Regions from separate parts of the Sus scrofa genome. Here region 2 is linked to region 1. The links are chromatin contacts, called in public promoter capture Hi-C maps. All regions are on one chromosome and are shown on one strand. Each heading gives the region's core, a stretch centred on a gene start, on an enhancer-like site or on the middle of the called end of the contact. The rest is flanking DNA. Distances are from core to core; before and after follow the strand shown. Region 1 holds the start of GINS2 (DNA replication complex GINS protein PSF2). Region 2 overlaps GSE1 (genetic suppressor element 1).

The links. Promoter capture Hi-C pulls out the DNA fragments that hold promoters and counts their contacts.
Region 2: a contact with region 1 is called in a promoter capture Hi-C map of liver, with 7 times the contacts expected there. The contact joins the enhancer-like site here to the promoter of GINS2 in region 1. A contact is called at or near these places in 1 of 5 promoter capture datasets (liver) and 6 of 47 Hi-C or Micro-C datasets (brain, embryonic fibroblasts, heart right ventricle and 3 more).

What each region holds. Positions count from the first base shown.
Region 1 is chr6:3,217,090-3,220,439 of Sscrofa11.1, reverse strand. It overlaps GINS2 (DNA replication complex GINS protein PSF2), which reads right to left and starts at 1,785. Exons shown (of 6, transcript XM_003126817.4): 1 at 1,561-1,785; 2 at 1,235-1,349. The coding sequence starts at 1,650.
Region 2 is chr6:3,570,419-3,573,497 of Sscrofa11.1, reverse strand. The region is part of intron 1 of GSE1 (genetic suppressor element 1); the gene reads left to right. Among named protein-coding and RNA genes, the nearest start is that of GSE1, 86 kb to the left of the region's middle. Within about 2 kb of position 1,562, at least 16 of the 83 cell types and tissues checked have an H3K27ac peak or open chromatin away from gene starts, as enhancers often do. A contact at or near this core is called in liver and retroperitoneal adipose tissue, where this site is marked.

The DNA of each region.
Region 1 (3,350 bases), core at 536-3,035:
TTCTAGCACATTTTCATCACCCCAAAACCCCTATACCCCCATCCCTATACAACCACTAATCTCTGTCTCTGTGGATCTGCCTGCTCCGAGCAGTTTATGGAAATAAAATAATACTGGAGTTCCCATTGTGGCACAGTGGTTAATGAATCCGACTAGGAACCATGAGGTTGCGGGTTCGATCCCTGGCCTCACTCCGTGGGTTAAGGATCCAGCATTGCCGTGAGCTGTGGTGTAGGTTGCAGACGAGGCTCGGATCCCACATTGCTGTGGCTCTGGTATAGACTAGTGGCTACAGTTCCGATTAGACCCCTAGCCTGGAAACTCCATATGCCGCAGGAGCGGCCCTAGAAAAGATAAAAAGACCAAAAAAAAAAAAAAAAAAAGCCACATACACACAAAAGAAATAATACTGTGTGTAGTCTTTGAGTTCTCAACCTCATCCCTTGAAATGGCCAAAAATAAATTGCCTTCTGTATTTGACACCTTACTTCCATGCATTCTCTATAATGTGAAATGACTGCTCCTCCTGCTGGTCTACACTTATTTTTTTTTTTTTTAATTAGAAATGTTGATTTATGAATTCCCATTGTGGCTCGGTGCGTTAAGAAACCCACTGTAGTGGCTCTAGTAGCTTCAAAAGCCTGGTTTGATCCTGCCACCATTCACAATGGGTTAAAGCATCAGGCGTTGCTGCAGCTGTGGCTCAGATTCACGCCCTGGCCCCGGGACTTGCATATGTTATGGGTGCGGCCTTTAAAAAAAAAAAAAAGAAAAAAAGCAAAGAAGAGGAGATGAAGTTCCCATTGTGGCTCAGCAGGAAACGAACCCGGCTAGTAATCATGAGGATTCGGGTTCAATCCCTGGCCTTGCTCAGTGGGTTAAGATCTGGCATTGCTGTGAGCTGTGGTGTGGGCCCGCAGCTGTAGCTCCGATTCGCCCCCTATCCTGGGAACTTTCATAGGCCGCGACTGCGACCCTAAAAAGGAGAAAGAAGAAAAGTTGCTTTCGAGTCACAAAACACCTTTCAAGCAAGTTGAGGTATCTCAAAATCCGAACTAGAATCGGTACACACACCCCAGACGACGATTAGTAACAGCGGTCCGCGGCCTCTAGCAGGTGAGACCAGGCCCATTCATTGATTTCAGCTGAGGAGTGGATGCCGCCGAGAAGGAAGGACCCCGCGCGGGCGGGTGATCCCAGGTTCCACGGCACTCCTCGTCCCCCACGTCCTTACCTACGTCCATCCACTCGGGAGCGAGCAGCCGGCACTTCTGTCTTTGTTTCAGGTTGATGGCCAGCCACAGAGGCACCTGCACTGGTAAGCCAGGGTTGAAAGGCCCCAGGTCGCCCTGCCGAGGGACACGCAGCCCGTCACGCACAACAGAACATCGCTGGACCTCGCTGCTGCCCACTCGGCTGAAACCCAAATACAGGCAAAAGCCAACTCGGCCGAGCACCTCGCCCCACCGCCCACCCGCTCCGGGGCCCACACGCGGCCGCCCAACACCTGTGGGCGCTGGGCCGTCCCTCCCGGAAGTGGGAACCGACCAGGGTCCTCACCCCGATGAGGTAGATCTTGTCCAGACTGAAGTTCGGGATAATGGTGACCAGCTCCTTTTCAGCCAGAAACTCCACCTCGGCCGCGTCCATGGTGGAGCCAACAGTCAGCCCCAGCCTCTCCGGCGCCTGAGGCTCCCCGGCGTCCTGCAGAAACGCTGCGGCCGCCGCTTTCCCGCCACCGCGCGGAACCCGCCCCCGGGCCGGAAGGAGCCTTGACTGGCCTATAGGAACGCGACGCTCTCCGCTTAGCGGCGGAAGGCGGGGACCGCGGCTGCTACGAGCCCGCGGATTGGCGATCTTAAGCGAGGCCGTGCGCAGGCCCCGCCCCTCTCACGGAAGGCCACGCCCCCACGCGTCCCGGCCACGCCCCTGCCGTGGGCCAAGCACCTGTCGCTGGAAGCCCACCTGTTCCTGGTTCAGCGCTCCGTGTCTCTTCACCAGCCCTGTGCGCCTGCCCGCCCACACTGCGAGTCAAGCTGGGCGTGAAGGTGGGGTTTGGGGCCGGGAGCATATGCAATTAAAAGTCACGGCGTGACCAGGCTTACACAGACTGGACCCCAGCCCAGCGGAGCGAGGAAAGCCGTTGTTTCCTTTAACTTCATAACCTTCTGTTCTCCCAGTACACGAAGATCAATACCTATAAAAGTGCAGATCCCTCCACGGCACCCACAGCTTCCAATTCAGAAACCGCGGGGAAGAGGCTGAGAATTTAACCTTAGGCTCCCTGGGGAAGAGGAAGTTTGCAAGACTGCAGCCAATACGCATTGATGAGCTCATCCATTAGCTGGTCCCGGCGCCTTACTATACCGTGGGGTCGTGTGCAAGGTAGCAGCAGTGTTCTCAGACCCTCCTGGGTCAGCACCCCCTAGGAGATTCTCATGTTCACATGCAGAATTGTGATTCATGGGTCTGGGGTGCGGACTGCCGGCTTCTGATGCCGTGGTACCCAGGCCAGGAATGCTTCCTGGGAGGTGAACCAGTTAGAAGAGGACTGGGGTTGGGGGGAGCGGGGGAGCAGTCAGGCCAGGGGCTGAATTTGATGCCCTGATCATTAGGCTCTAAGAAAAATCGTACCTGACAGGAGGATTTCAGGGTTCTGGATGCCTGCAGGAAGCCTGCCCAACCCCAGAAAACTCCATGCTTTCCTCTCTAACCCCCCTGAAACCTGCTCCATGTCAGGTTGTTGGGAAGATGAAATAAGGCCATAGATCGTTCTGCCCACCGACATGGCCTGGAAAGCTGTTGTTTTTCTGTACTGGAAATTGTCATTCCTGGCCTGAAGATTTTCTTCATTTCGTCATTTATAAAGACAAATACTTTCAAAAATAAAAAAATTCCCTCAGGATGCTGTGTGACTGAGAGCAAAGGACCACTCTGATTTTCAGTTTCTTCATCTACAAGCGAGCGGGGAGGGGAAGGAGCCCCCAGAGTGTCTGGGAAGGAAGGGAAGCTGCAGGCCACCTGGCCCCTCCTAAAATAGAAGCTCCCTCAGGCATCTGCAGAGAGTGTGTGCCAGCTTGTCTGGGTTTTGATTGATGGGGAAATGTTGTCTTGACTGGCAAATATTTGTGTTTCAAAGTTGGCGAGGCTTCCCTCCCTGACGGCTGAAGCCTGTAAAAGAGCAAATGAAAAGAGCTGGTGGGAAAACCGCAGTTCAGAGAGGCCTTGGTGGGACGAGAGCTGGCAGAGTCGGGTGCCTTGGCGTTCTTATCTGTAAAATGGGACAGTGCCACTGCTTATCTCACTGGGCTTTTGGGAGAATGAGATGAGGCAGGGTGCAGCTTTACATA
Region 2 (3,079 bases), core at 313-2,812, 350 kb before region 1:
ATATGCAATGTCCAGAATAAGCCAGTCCCTGGAGATAGAAAGCAGGGTAATAGTTGCTGGAGGCAGGGGGTGGGAAGCAACCGTGAACGGGCACAGGGATTCTGTTTGGGGTGATGCAGACGTATCTGGGGACCAGACAGAGGAGGCGGTTGCACAATGAATGTACGAGATGCTCCTGAATTGTTTAGTTTTAAAGTCGTCAAAATACAAAGGCTGGTGAGCTCCACTGGTTAGCGTGTGGGGCTGGTAAAGCAGTTGGAATATTCATGGAGTTCCCTGGTTGGCCTAATGGTTAAGGACTCGGTGTTGTCCCTGCTGAGGCGAGGGTTCGATCCCTGGCCTGAGACCTTCTGCATGCCATAGATATGGCCAAAAAAAAAAAAAAGGTTCAGGCATGTCTTGGGTGTGTTTTAGCACAGCAGAGAGCTGGGGACAACGCGGTATAGAGGTGGGGTTAGCGACACCCACCAGCAGTTGCCCTGAAGGCCCTCCCAAGGCCTGGCCTGGGACCCGGCGGGGTGCCAGTGGCCGCGCACAGTGACCCGTGGGATTTTGGGATTGTGTCGGGAGTGTGGAGTGTCGCCTGCCCCCTGGGAGCAGGGCCTTCGTCTTCGCAGCACTGCTGACGGGGCCTGAGTGCCCCTTGCCTTCTCCCAGGGCCCTGGTCTGCGCTGGCCTAGTCACGGGCACCTGCCCCCAGGAGCAGGGCACCTGCCGCCTGCTGGGTACAGACAGCTGAGCCCTGGTCCCTGGAGGCTCTGTGTGTGTGTTAGGAGCCGGGGGCGGGGGGCTGGCCCTGCTCCAGTTCCTGGGGACAGTGAGGCATATTCTGCCGTTTCTCCCCCAGCAGGCGGGAGGACAACAGCGTCCCTAACTTGAGCTCGTTGGCAGCTCGTGTCTGGCACTAGGAGGTTGTGAGGACTGAGAGGCCACACGCGGTTCCTCTGGGGCTGGCCGGTCACAGGCACAGGTGGGGGCTTGTATTGCTCCCCCGGCCCCCACCATGAGCAGAGGAAGATTCCAGAGCCAGAGCACCAGGAAGTGGAGGAGGATGGGCCGTTCTTGCCAGGACAGCCGGCCAGAGCCCTGGCCTCAGCCCCTCAGGACTGGGCATGAAAGCCACGTAGACGGTGGGTGGGTGGGGAGGGGACGGAGAGGCAGGCCAGGCCCAGGGCCTGCGGGGACAGAGGGCTCTGCGAGGGGCCGGGATCCTGGCGCCAGCAGGAGCCTCTTGAGAGAAGGGCTGGATCTCACACACAGAGGGCCTTGGGCGCCCGTCTCATCAGACTCATTGGGAATATCCCCTGAATTTGAACCGTGCCGACAAAGGGAGAGAAGGTTCTGGAGGCAGCTCTTAGCATTCCACCCGCAGGTCCGCGGGCGTCACGGTCGAATCCCGAGGGTCTGTCCAGGGTGGGGAACCCATCAGGGCACAGGTGGGGGAATGGATCTAGGGGCGCAGCCTGGGGACAGGAAGGTTGCACCCCTCCAGCCTGGCCCCAGGTGGAGCTGAGCCGGGTGCCGAGCCCTGTGCCCCCAGCAGATGGCGCCCTTGGCCCGGGAAGGGAAGAGGCAGATGGCGGAGCCGCAGGCCTGCTCCCTGCCCTCTGACCCGGTTTATTTCTGCCACGTGGGTACAAGGCCTCACACAGGCCCTGTCTCAGCTCTAGCGGGCTTGGGCAGAGCCAGAGCGGGTGCTCCTAAGTCCCTAGGCCGCAGGGTCCCAGTCCCAGCAATGGGCGTGTTTGGTGCCTGGGAGAGGGGACCCCCCCCCCCGTGGCTAACTTAGCCCCGAGCGAGCAGGGCACCGGGTCGGTAGCCAGAGTCGCCAAGGAGGTGGGCCCAGCCCTCAGGTTGCATGGGTGGGGTTCACGTCCCCACTTTGCAGATGTGGCCCAGAGAGGTGCGCATCTTGTCCGAGGTCACACAGCTGGGGGGACTAGACCAGGTCAGGGGTCTCCACCTCGCAGAGCAGCGGGGACGCCTTTCTGGCGGCTGCTGGGTCCTCAGCTTTTGCTGTGCGCTTTCTCTATGCCCTGGTGGGGCACTTTATGAAGATCTCACTTAATCCAGCGGAGGAAACTGACGCACGAGGACCTAAGGAGGGTGGCCCAGGAGCCTCGGAGCTGCTGCTCCGTGGACCCGGAAGTCTGACTCAGGGCCGGGCCGGCCCCATTCACCCCGTGTTTTCTGAGCACCTTCTGGGTGCCAGCACGCGCCCCCGCCCCCCACCTGTGCCCCTGCAGCCTGCTGGGGGAGAGACACGAATGGTGTCCGCTGGCAGTCACTGAGCAGTGACAAGCACAGCAGGGCCAAGGAGGACACTGCCCGGTGCCTCGGGGCAGCTTTAAGCGGAGAGCAGGGGGTCAGGAGGCCCGTGGAGCTTGGTGACGAGGAGTGACCAGAGGCAGCTGGCCGGGAGAGGGTACTGAGGTGGGGTGGGAGTGGCCTTCTGGCAGGTGTGATGCAGGGGGGGGGGGGGCTGGGGACATCCCCCAGATTCCTCATAAATGCACTCCTGGGCGCCACCCAGGCCCAGGCTGCTCAGATGTGCACGCCAGCCACGGGGCTCTCGTGGGTCCAGGACGGGGCCTGAGACTCTGCATTCCTAACCAGTCCTGTGATGCTGGTCCCGGCCTCGTTTTGAAGCCCACCTGGAGGCGCTCCTGGGGTGCAGCTGGGCAGCTGTCGGGGGACAGGCGGTCAGGGATCTGGGGTGCTTTCTACCCCCGGGCCTCCCTCCTGGAGTGTCTGCTCTCTGTGTCCATCACCAGCAGCTCAGGCCCCAGGCTTCTCTTCCACCCCTGGTTTTGGGCTGTGTCCGGTCCAGAGCTGTGTGCTCTGGGGGAGATCCTGAGTGACCCTGGATGCCCGGATGTCGGGCCTGTGGCTGGAGAGGCCCGTGTTTCCTTTGAGGCTCCACCTCGGGGCTCCATCCTGCCTGCGGGGCATTGGGCCCTGATGCCACCTCTGCAGGCAGGGGATATGGGCAGTAAAATGGGCTTCAGGGCCTTTCCCGGCTCCCTTCGCGGGAGGCACAGGGCCAGCCACTCTTATTCCAACTGGGCATGGTCCCACT